3 separate regions of the Mus musculus genome follow, and regions 1 and 3 are each linked to region 2. A link is a contact called in public promoter capture Hi-C data. All regions are on one chromosome and are shown on one strand. Each heading gives the region's core, a stretch centred on a gene start, on an enhancer-like site or on the middle of the called end of the contact. The rest is flanking DNA. Distances are from core to core; before and after follow the strand shown.

The links. Promoter capture Hi-C pulls out the DNA fragments that hold promoters and counts their contacts.
Region 1: a promoter capture Hi-C map of hippocampal neurons shows a contact between it and region 2, with 7 times the contacts expected there. The contact joins the promoter of Ankrd26 here to the promoter of Ccdc77 in region 2. A contact is called at or near these places in 8 of 39 promoter capture datasets (the 3T3-L1 cell line, 3T3-L1-derived adipocytes, cranial neural crest and 4 more), 1 of 115 datasets of contacts at active chromatin or transcription factors (astrocytes) and 2 of 9 other capture datasets (adipose tissue and embryonic tail).
Region 3: a contact with region 2 is called in a promoter capture Hi-C map of hippocampal neurons, with 9 times the contacts expected there. The contact joins the promoter of Bms1 here to the promoter of Ccdc77 in region 2. A contact is called at or near these places in 4 of 39 promoter capture datasets (cranial neural crest, hippocampal neurons, liver and 1 more), 1 of 115 datasets of contacts at active chromatin or transcription factors (astrocytes) and 1 of 9 other capture datasets (adipose tissue).

The regions. Positions count from the first base shown.
Region 1 is chr6:118,560,664-118,564,523 of GRCm38.p6, reverse strand. Ankrd26 (ankyrin repeat domain 26) reads left to right here and starts at 2,253. Exons shown (of 34, transcript NM_001081112.2): 1 at 2,253-2,711. The coding sequence starts at 2,467.
Region 2 is chr6:120,356,059-120,359,914 of GRCm38.p6, reverse strand. Ccdc77 (coiled-coil domain containing 77) reads left to right here and starts at 2,548. Exons shown (of 12, transcript NM_001381936.1): 1 at 2,548-2,588.
Region 3 is chr6:118,418,003-118,422,265 of GRCm38.p6, reverse strand. Bms1 (BMS1, ribosome biogenesis factor) reads left to right here and starts at 2,849. Exons shown (of 23, transcript NM_194339.1): 1 at 2,849-2,978; 2 at 3,649-3,857. The coding sequence starts at 3,682.

The sequences.
Region 1 (3,860 bases), core at 1,004-3,503, 1.8 Mb after region 2:
CCTCCAATTACTCCCATGTCCTCCTCACTCCCTTTCAAATTCATCTTGTCTACTTTGTTTTACACACACACACACACACACACACACACACACACACACACACACGCATAATGCTGAGCTTCAAAAGGCAGTTCTTGTCTCAACTGCCTTGATGAGGTTTTATGGGTGTACTCTCCTCTCATATCCAGAAGACACTAATGAGTCCTCTTGTTCTAACAATCATTCTACCCTCTAGCCTTCCATGGAGTCTCTGGGGCTTGGGTATATAGGGGATTTGTTGTAATGTATCAGCTGGGGTTGGGGACCCTATGGTCCACTACTGCCAGTTTCCTAAGGCACTATTATGTCTAACTTTAGTATAATTTTACATTTGAGGTTTCTATGTTATGTGTATGAATGTCCCATTTGCATGCCTGTCTATGTGCCACATATATGCAGAGCCAATGAAAGGTAGAAGAGGGCATCAGGTCCCCTGGAACTTGTACAACCGACCAATGCTAGTCTTCATCACATGGGTGCCGGACAGTCAGTGCTCTATCGGCTGAGCCATAGCTCCAATCCCCTGTACTTGTGTTCTAAATACTTGTCCTTGTACCCACAGATGAGTGTAAGTCTCACCCCTTGCCAAAGAAGCTTCTTTTTGCAACAGGTGGAGGTTACTAAAGCAATCTACAGCTGGTCAAAATGCAGAGAATAACTAGCTAATAGTTAAATGGACCCAGAGCAAAGCCCAGAGCAGTGTGATAGAGAGACAGAAAGCAGGGGCAGTGGTCTACACCCAAAACACCAGCTTTCCAAAGCGGAGGCAGGAGAATCATTAAGGTTCAAGGGTAGCATAGGCTAGAGTGAGATTCTGTTTTACACACACACACACAGAGGCACACATGCACACACATGCGCGCACACACACACAAAGATAAAATTAGCAATAGAATTTATTTCAATTTTTATTACAAAAGATATAGTCAAATCAAAAACCTGTGGAATCATTCCATTGAGTACAGCATGTATTACAGATCCACACTGCAGAAGTGGGATTCCTGTGGGTTGGGGAGCAGGGGGAGGGGGTAGGATAGGAAAGCTGATAACATTCGAAATGTAAAGAAAATATCTAATAAAAAATTAAAAATTAAAAAAAAAAAGAAGCTGTACCATAGGAACTGACTGATCTGAACTACTGCCGTAGCAAGTTTTGAACGTTGCAAGTCCAGAAGCAAATCACATTGAGCCATCGTGTTCTCCTGTGCGTGGGACCTAGCTTCTTTATGTCCAGGAGGTAAAGCCTTTGGAATGTCCACTGGGACTCCTAGCTTCCATCAGCCAAAGGGGGTAAGAAATTCATCAACTGCCATCTGAGGGGTGTTAACACAAAACCCACTTACCTGACGTACCCACCGACGTATCTGAAAAGTGGGTTGATTTGTTGTCGTTTCTATTAAAATTGGAACATGAAACAGGATTTGAGGTAGCCTGAATTTGAGGTAGTTCCTGCGGCCACTGGAGGTCCTATTAGGCACGAACGGTATTTTATTCCCTTTGAGGTGAGTTGTGGCTTTAGATTGACAAAATTTATTAACAATTTAAAACGTCAAGGTGAACACTTACACTGGAAAACTGCTTACTAAGTATTACTTTTTCCAGGTCCAAAACCAAAAATTTACACACATCATATCGTTTCATTCAGATCCCAAATGCAGACAACCTTTTCTTCTTACCTCCCATCAGCTTGTCTAACTCATATACTGACTCTTTAGGCTGTGAAACACGATCATTTATTGCACTAATTCCCAAACTACTTAGCTTAACAAAATCTCTTCCCTTACTCTTCCACGCCACGATTCCATCCATGCTGTTTGTAGTTTACTTTTTGATTATCGCCTACCTAGAGTCCAATAGGTTTGCTCCCCAACAGGTTTAACTGCCACTGAAACACAAGGCCAAAGCTAAGCAGGGAGGCCGGACTCCAGAAGGTTCTGCGCCCATCTGCCAGGCGCCCTCAATGCCCGCAGTCCTGGAGTACTGGGTCTGGGTTCCACGCTGCTGAGCGACCCCCATTCCTGTTGAAGCCTTGCAGCGATCACGCCCAAACCGAGGCTAACCCGGGCCTCTGGAAACAACACACTGCCCACCTCCGCCTTAAACCCCGGGTTAGAGAACCCGCTAGGTTGCAGCGCCCTGACCTCCTGAACAGCAAAGAAGGCGGAGCCTGGCCGTGCGCACGCGTGCTGGGCACTGGTCGCTGCTGGGCCTGTGTGAGCATGCGCGGCAGCAAGAAGGCGCGGGTTGCTAGTTTGCAGCTCGGCTTGGCGATTATTGTGCTTTAAAAACCTGCCGGGCCATGCAGCGTCTTTCCCGGTGGGATCCCGTGCGTCTAGGCCGGCTTTTCAATAAGTGCCCTAGCTGCGTTGTGTTGTCAGCCAACGTTGCGCGGGGAAGAAGGTGCCTGTGAGGGGCGTACCCTCTGCCATGAAGAAGATTTTTGGCTTCAGGAGTAAGGGCCCATCGCCCTTAGGCCCCTCTGCCCGCCCGCGCAGCAACTGCGTGGGCTTTGGACGCGAGAGTGCTAGTGGCTCCCACGTGCCCAGGTACCATATTCACGACAAGGATATGGGCAAGATCCACAAGGCTGCAAGCGTGGGAGATGTAGCCAAAGTGCAGCATATCCTTATCCTTGGAAAAAGTGGCGTGAACGATAGAGACAAGAAGGACAGGTAATAAATGGCCCGCCAGTTAGCGGGGCGGGACGAAGCTGGTGGGGGAGCGTGCACCTACCTTGTCTGGCTTTGGGGCTGGAAGACAGAGAGTCTATCTTTCATTAAGGAAGCTTGACTCTTCCCACCTGGCTTTGAATGCCTAAGTCTTAGTGGGGTCTAAGCCCTGACCTGTATGAACAGCAAGGACAGCAACAAAAAACACTTCAGCTGGTTTCTGATCCACTGACAGTTCCCTTCACTGGCAATGTAAAGCGAGTTAACTAACATTTTAACTTTCTGCATACATATAAGAAAGTTTTATGTTGTAGAAATACATAATAGGAGAAATGTTTCTGTTCAAGGTTAAAAATTCTTCCACTAACATACAGGATCCATCTTATCACTGCCGTACACCTGTGTGAATGGTTTTGGTTGGTTGGTTTGTTTTTACTGCATTTTGAAGTGGGAAAATAGTTCCATATTCTCGAGTCAAAGATTGGTAATTCCCAGAACTCGAACTCTGAATATCCTGATCAATTTAACGTAAGCCAAACCCGACCGTCAGCGTTTTAACAATTTTGAGTTTCTTATGTTGCTTTTGATTTTGTGATGAGACGAGAAAAAAAAAACTTTCTAAAGGATAAAACTACTAGTTTTCACAAGTCAGTCGTTTACTAGCAGCCAAAGAGACACAGCAGTGAGCAGGGTGGAATAGAAAACCCAGAACATATCCAATCAAGTATATGTAAGAATTTAGATATTGCTGGGCAGTGGTGGCTCATGCCTTTAATCCCAGCACTTGGGAGGCAGAGGCAGGTGGATTTCTGAGTTCGGGGCCAGCCTGGTCTACAGAGTGAGCTCCGTGACAACCAAGGCTACACAGAGAAATCCTGTCTCAAAAAACAAAACAAAACGAAAAAACCAACCAACCAAACAAACAAACAAAAAAACCAAAAAAGAATTTAGAAGTTGATTCTGGTGACACCCCAGTTAGTAGGGAACAAACACTTAGGAATGAAATGGTTGTTGACTTGTTTGGAGAAAACTAGCAACATTTCTATGTCACTAAAATAAATCCCTGATAGAATATAAGTTAAACACTAAAAGAAAACACAGTGAGAAAAGTACCAAAACAAAACAAAGAGATGAGGAACGACTGCAGAACCA
Region 2 (3,856 bases), core at 1,299-3,798:
ACCTAACTTCCCTATTTTCTTCTGTATAAAAAGTTTGATGCTCGGGCTGGTGAGCTGGCTCAGTGGTTAAGAGCGCCAACTGCTCTTCCAAAGGTCCTGAGTTAAAATCCCAGCAACCACATGGTGGCTCACAACCATCCGTAACGAAATCTGATGCTCTCTTCTGGAGTGTCTGAAGACACACTACAGTGTACTTACATATAATAAATAAATAATAATAAAAGATTTATAAAAAAAAAAGTTTGATGCTCAATTTGACAGATGACATTCAGATTCTGGTGTTGTGTCTGTCTGTCATTCATTTGCCGACTCCTTGTCCATCTGCAACTAGAGACTCGTTCCACACAGACAAAGGGACCCAGAGGGTCTGCAGCACTCTTTTTAAAAATTGGAAATGTGGGGCTGGAGAGATGGCTCAGTGGTTAAGAGCACTGGCTGTTCTTCCAGAGGTCCAATTCCCAGCAACCACATGGTGACTCACAACCATCTGTAATGGGATCCAATGCACTCTTCTGGTGTGTCTGAAGTCAGCAACAATGTGTGTATGTGTGTGTGTGTGTGTATATATATATAATAGATTCCTCTAAAAATTGGAAATATATAGGAAGGAATGAACCATGCTTTTTTTTTTTTTTTTTTTTTTTTTTTTTTGGTTTTTTCGAGACAGGGTTTCTCTGTGTAGCCCTGGCTGTCCTGGAACTCACACTGTAGACCAGGCTGGCCTTGAACTCAGAAATCCGCCTGCCTCTGCCTCCCGAGTGCTGGGATCAAAGGCGTGCGCCACCACACCCGGCTGAACCATGCTTTTAAAAATAGTATTTATGCTATAATTTATACCATAATATTAAAATTTTAGATTTACTTCATGAGTGTTTTGTCTGCAGGTATGTATGTGCCTACTGCCCACAATAGGAGGTCAAAAGACTGGGACTTGTCTCCAGTCAAGGGATTACATATTCAAATGTTATGTCTAGTCAGTCTCATTTAAACATCAGGAGGATATATGAAGAGCTGAGGGTGGTGGCTCATGCCTCTAAACCCAACACTAGTTGGGGAACCCTGTCTCAGCAACAAAAGAGGATATATAAAAGGAAGTTACACAAGAAAGGATCAATTCTGCAATGCATAGTAGCATTACTTTAAAATTTGGAAAGCTTGAAAATTGAAGCTTTTATGCCTATGTCAACTTCAGTGGCTCACTGATAAGTGTACACAATTTTTTCAATATGATATTTCAAATATCATTGGTTTTCCTATTCATGTCATAGGAAAGGATAAAGAGAAAGTTTATAGTTTTTCCTTCTTTGTTATTCTATTTTGGTTAGTCCCTGGGAAATTCTTGGAGTCAGGCTTGGGTGAGAAGTATAGTTCAGTGGTAGAATACTTGTTTACCATTAAGTAACCATGATTCCTTTTTTGGTTTTGTTTTGTTTTGTTTTGTTTTGTTTTGTTTTGTTTTGTTGAGACAGGGTTTCTCTGTATAGCCCTGGCTATCCTGGAACTCACTTTGTAGACCAGGCTGGCCTCGAACTCAGAAATCTGAGGCCTGCCTCTGCCTCCCGAGTGCTGGGATTAAAGGCATGTGCCACCACGCCCGGCAGGACCATGATTCCTGAAGCCTTAGTTCAGTCGCAGGGTGAATCCAATGACTGAGCAAACAAGCAAAGAGCCATTAAAATGTGTTTGGAGTCAGAGGTGATGAGCTATAATACCTCTCTGTGTGTTTGTTTTGTTTGTTGTTTGTTTAAGGGTGTAGTTCTGCCCTAGAACTTGCTGTGTAGACCCAGCTGGCTGCCCCTGCCTCCCATACACTGGGCTTATGCCTGAGTCCCAGAATTTGAGGGTAGATGCAGGAGGATCTCTGAGGCTTCTACACAGCAAGATCCAAGCTAAACTGGATACATAGTGAGTCCTGGTTTGGTTCCTCACACCCATATGGTGGCTCACAACCATCCCTCTTTAATTACATCTAAGCTAAGGCATAGAAAACTCTGTCTCCTCCTCTCCTCTCCTCTCCTCTCCTCCCCTCCCCTCCCCTCCCCTCCCCTCCCCTCCCCTCCCCTCCCCTCCCCTCCCCTCAAACTCCTGATCCTTTTTATGTCCCTTCTCAGGAATTGGGATTACAGGCTTTTACAACTCCGTAGGATTTGTAGAACGTTTCTTAGGCTCACTTGAAACAAACTAAAGGCTCACTCGAAACAAATGATAATGTGTACTAAACTCTCCGAGGAGTTCTCGTGATTATGTATGTCATTTATGCAACAGGTTTCATTAAAGGAAAATAGTTAAGTGAGTTTAGACTGAGTTGTCAAAACGAGTTCTAACAGCCAAGGGATACTTACCTCCCCCCTCCACACGCATTCTGTCTTTGCGCAATGCTGTGTGCAGAAGAGAAACTACACTTCCCAGGAACCTCTGCCGGTGAGGCGCAAGGCAAGATGGGAAGTACTGCTGGGTGAACAACCGTCCTATTGGTGTGCAACCTAAAAGGCCGCCTGAGCTCGTGAGCGATTGGTAGGATTTTGTAGATGCTCGCTGATTTGAGTTGTTTTTCGGTTGCGTTGTTGGACGCCAGGGGTTAGCACTTGGTGAGTGTGGATTTCAGGGAAAGGGTGAAAGTTTTTTGGGGAGTAAATATGGTGGGATAAAAGCCTTAGTAATCAGTGCGGAAGGGAGCTACAGGAGACTAAACCTAGGGCCAGTCAAGGAAAGATTGTCTGTAAAAAGAGAAGTTTCCGGGACGCGGAGAGCTTTAAGAATGACTGAGCAAAGATCTGCTCAAGAACTGTATGAACTTGCCAGAGAACAGGATCCAGACGTCCTGAGATGGACGGAGTTCCGTCTCCGTCTTCCTCCCACTTGCTTAAGCTTCGATTTCCTCGTTTGAAAAATAAGGGATAATAAAAATACTTCAGAAAGTGGTTATGCGGGTAAATACGACTTTTTAGGGACGGGGTTGTGGCCAATATGTAGAGTGTTTGCTTAGCACGCCTGTGCCCTCAATTCGATCTCTTACACCTACAAAACAGAAACCCATCACCTTTTATATAAATAGAGGCATTCCTGCCTTGCAAGGTAGGATTAAGATGGCTTCTGTCTGCCTGGAAGATAGGTTATCATAGTAAAACTGCAAATACAGGCATTTATCAGTGAGGGGGGAAAAAAAGCTTTTAAATTTTTTTAATTATTCGTTTTTGTTTTTTGATTCGGGAATCTTACTCTGCAGCCCACGTGGGCTTGCAGTTCACTATATGTACCAGACTGGTCTCAAACTCTTGGCATTATACTCTTGTCTCGGTCTTCTGAGTGTTGGGAGTACAAGTACACAATCAGTTTATGGTTTTTCTGTTGTTTATTTGAGACAAGACCTTGCTCTGTTCCGGGCTTGCCTGGAATTCAACTCTGTACCCTAGGCTGCCCTCAATGTTGGGTGATCTTCCCAGTGCTAGCTTTTAATGACAGATGCCACTACAATTGGCTTTCTAGATCGTCTTGAATGGAAAAACTCAAGAAAGAGATGGAAGAAATAGTATTTAAGATGAATTTTACATGCAGAATACACTTGATTAAGTGAATTTACTAGAGTTGTGGAAGGAGTTATAATTGAACTGCCAGGAAGCTCATGAGCAAAGGCATAGAACCAAGAACATTATGTGCCTCTGGCGTGGTGTATAAGCTTTTAATCCCAGTGCTCGGGAGCCAGAGGCAGGCAATCTCTGTAAGTTTTAGACCAGCCTGGTTTACATAGTTCCAAGCCAGCCGTAGTGAGATCCTGTCCAAAAAAACAAACAAAAAAAACATTTTATAAAAACAGGGTATATCTGGGGAAAGAGATAAAAATAAGTCAGGGAAGAGA
Region 3 (4,263 bases), core at 1,600-4,099, 1.9 Mb after region 2:
TATATTCCATGGTCTCTTACAGTGCCAGGCCTCAGCTGCTCTTTATGACCCCTTCATACCTTCAAAACCAGTACCAACTGGGAGACTCTTACACATTACCATGTCCAGCTGCAGCACAAGGTATAAACTTGGTTATATCTGGAACACAGCTTCTTTGTGCTGTCAGAAAAAAATTTCCCAGAAGATTTCACCTCAGTGATGTTGGTTTCTTCTTAGTTACCACTAATTTCTTAGCTCCAGCTACTCGGCATCAATTGTCCCAATCGTCCCTTCTATTCTGGACTCTAATGCCAGAGCTATGTGGGCAAAGCTCCCAAGTTCTGCTGCTTTCTGGGGCTGGACCATAGTCCCTTGTTCTACTACATTATCACCAGCTTTCTGTTTTCCAACTCCTTTACTGCCTAATCTTGTCTGTCCTGGAACTTGCTCTGTAGACTGACTTTGAACTCAGAGATCTGCATGCCTGTCTCCTAAGCACTGGGATTAAAGGTATGTATCACCATGCCTGGACTTAAGCTTTTCTTCACCTAGAACTTGCTGTGTTCTAGGCTGGCCTTGAACTTAGAGATCTGCTTGTCTTTGCCTCCTGGGATTAAAGGGTTGTACTATCATGTCTGGACCTAAATTTAGCTGAGTGGGATCTTGCCCCAAGGTTGCTACTCCCTTAATTCAACTTAATCTCCTCCAACACAGGATTCAGCTTCCTTTCACTTCCTGGTGACATCAGGAGGCAGGGGCAGACAAATCTCTGAGTTCAAAGAGCAAATTTCTACAGAGCAAATTTCAAGCAGCCAGGGCTATACAGAGAAACTCTGGCTTGAACCTCTCCCCCACCACAAAATAGTATCAGTGAACAAAATGGCCTTATCTAGTGTCATAAATGTGACTTGTCTATTTAACTAGAGATACAAACTGTTCACTCAAAAGTTTTTTTATTTATTGAGGATTACATAGAACACATTTTCTAATATTTCAGGACTCACGAGAGCTTACCCCCAGAGAGATACCACATTTGTCATGCACACCAAGCCCCAGCATACTCAAATGTCAACATTCACACCACACGCCTTCAGGCACCTTAACTCCAGTGTCTCAGAATTAAAGTGGATCCCATTCCCTATGTCAAAGGCCATGTCTCTCACCCAACCCCCGTCCACTAACTCCCAGCATCTTTGGGCATCTACTTTGTAACAGAATGTTCTGCAGCTCCATATCTTAGCCATTGCGTTCTAAGCAACCATTTGGGGATAATGAAACAAACATGCTAAAATCTCTTTAGTATGCCTATGAAAAATGTCCTTAGTGTTTAGTGCCTTAAGAAAACTAACTGACTAGTTGTCTAGTTACCTCTCAATGTCAACTTGACACAGTCCAGAGTCATATGATGGTCCAATAAGAAAGTCTCAGTTAAGGAATTGCATAAATCTGATTGGCTTATAGGTATGACTGGAGGGCTGGACTTGATTATTAATTGATTTAGGATAGCCAGGCCCACTATGGGTACCACCATTCCCTGGGCAAGTGATACTGTGCTATGTAAGAAAATAAGGCAAGCATAAGCCTAATGAGTGAGTTAGCAAGCACTATGGTGTCTGCCCTGAGTTCTTCCAGCGTTGGACTGTATGAGAAATTTCTCATAGGCCTCATTTGGTGGTTCAGCTAGGGGGATAGTTGCCAGGCAGGATGACCCTGTCACAGGTTGGGACTGAGGGCTGTTTGACTTGTTCAATAGACACCTCTGTCAGCCATTTGTCCTCAGTTTGCGATCTTACATTCCAATCCTTTTGTTGATGATAAAGGGCAATGTAGTCTTTTCTATAACTACTTCCTGCAGAAATTGGGGCGTTGCTCTGGAATGTGCAGAAAGGCTAGAATGATGGTCACTGGAATGATAGTCAAAGGATGGGGAGAGAGAAATAGGAGGGCCAACCTCACAAACTATCATTTGCTAAACCTTTGATTTTGTTTCATAATTTCCATATGAACCTTTAGAGCTGTTTTGTGTTGGTGTGCTATTAAAAGGTACAAAATGGGAGACTTTGAGGCAACTGAACCCATGTTCTTGGCTCATTGAGGTGAGAGCTGTGTTTTGCATGAACATGCTATTTTGTGGGAACCTGAATCCGTATTCCCAGGCCGCAGTCACTCTTATTTGGCGCAAGGAAAAAACCCTACTTCTTATTCTCCTTGAGATGAGCTCAGTTTTGAGTCCAGCATAACTGTAGCAAATAACCGGGACTGGGGGTTTGAGGGCTATTCCCCAGGACTGGACTGAGTCCTGGGGATGCAAGGCTGAGCACAGAGACACAAGACACACGACACACATAGCCACACATGCACACAAAATGGCAAGCTAAGACGTTTTCTGAAGAAAACGCCCTCTCCAGGAGCACAGAGGAGCACCCTGCCCTCAGCCCGTCGGTCCTGGCACAAGAGGGCAGCAGAGCGCTGAAAACCCGTGAGGACAGCTCTGGCAGCGGTGACAGGGAGCGGTAGCCTAGCGGATGGGGCGGCGGAATTCACAGCTTTCAAGTTGGGACTGGCGATGACTCGGGCGTCCTTCCAGCGTTCCTCTGCTACTCAAATAAGCGGGCCAGGGCCCAGCGCCGCGCGGATCCTCTGAAGCCAGGTCGCGCTGGCTGAGAGCCCGACTCTCAGAGTGGCTGGGACCCGAAGGAGAGGGCAGTCCGTGCGAAATCTGAAAGTGCGCTTGCGCAACCCTCAGCCAACCCAGAGCTTACTTCCGGCTTTCCCCTGAAAGTCGTCCGTCCACGGGTTCCTTTTTTTCCCCTCTTCTTTGCTCGTTTCCCTCCGACGGGTACAAGCAGAAGGACAGTTTCCGCTTCCGGCGTCGTGCTTGCGGGCTGGAGCGGTTGCTGCCGTGAGTCCGAGTGCTTTCGCGAGCCCCGTCGGCTTCCCGGTTCGGTCGGTCCTCGACCTCCCGACAGGCTGCTCCCAGGCTGCGTCTGGGCTGGAAGGCAAGTTTCTCGGCCGCCGGAGAGGTGCTCCCGGGAGTGTGGAGGGCGTGGGTTCGTGCAGTGCTGGATGGGGAGCGGGTCACTCGAGCAGGGAGGGCTCCTGCCCAGCTCGGCTGCGTGTTCTTCTCCCAGCAAAAATAGATCACCGGGAGGGGAAAATGTGCTTCCTCCAGGAGCTGAGAGGCGAGTCTGCTCAGCACTGTTCGGATGTCTTAAACTTGTATGTTTGTTTTCGTTTTAAGTTAAAAGGACACTTCAGCCTAAGCTACCTAGAATAGTAGGCACTAGTCACGTGCGACTAAGTTTAAAATTAATTTAAACTTAAGATAGTTTTCAGTTTCCGAAGGTACGCTTGAAATTCTCTGTAACCACGTGTAGTTCACAAGGCTTCTGTACTGAGAACAGCAGGTAGGATGTATTTCTGTCATTACAAAAAATGAGCACTGTCGAAATGGCTTCAACATAAAACATAAGAAGGATAGTGTTGGTGCTGCTAACTCTTATACTTTATGGCGTAAGAAAGGGACGTGAATTTGAAGATACTGGCTAAACATTTTCTACCTCCATTCAATGAACAAATACATCAGCACTTAAGTAAATTAAATTACTGCCCTCCTGTGTTACCCTGATTATAATTGATTACCACCACCGTCCTCCCTGTTCCGTGTAGGTAAGACTTATTTGTAGTAGATAAATAGCCACCATGGAGACCAAGGACCACAAGAAACATAGGAAGAAGCACAGTGGGCCTAAAGCTGAGAAGAAAAAGAAACGGCACCTGCAAGACCTACAGCTTGGAGATGAAGAGGATGCCCGGAAGAGAAACCCCAAAGCTTTCGCAGTGCAGTCAGCTGTGCGGATGGCGAGGTCCTTTCACAGGTGTGTTTACCTGGGGTTAGTGGGTCTTCCCTTAAGTACTGGGAGCCTCTCCCAGATGGCATTTGCCTTGTGAGTCTTAACTCAGGTCTGAAGGACGTAGGCATGCCATAGTAGGCATGCCGTATGGCTTTTCCTAAAATGTCAGAGCTCTGTCAAAGAAACATTTTCCCTCTAACACCTGCCCTTTGCCTTTCCCCACTTTTTTCTTTGTTTTCTTTCTTTCTGTCCTTCTTTCTTTCTTGTCCAAGAAGAAGAATTTACACAATTTAGATCACACACAAAAAAATCTCCTAAACTTTGCATATCTCCATGGCAGTTAAAGTGTTGGTGGTTCCCCCCCAATACTTTTAATGTAAAATACTAAAATAACTGTATTTAGGGAGATAATAATATATAGCCAGCAGTT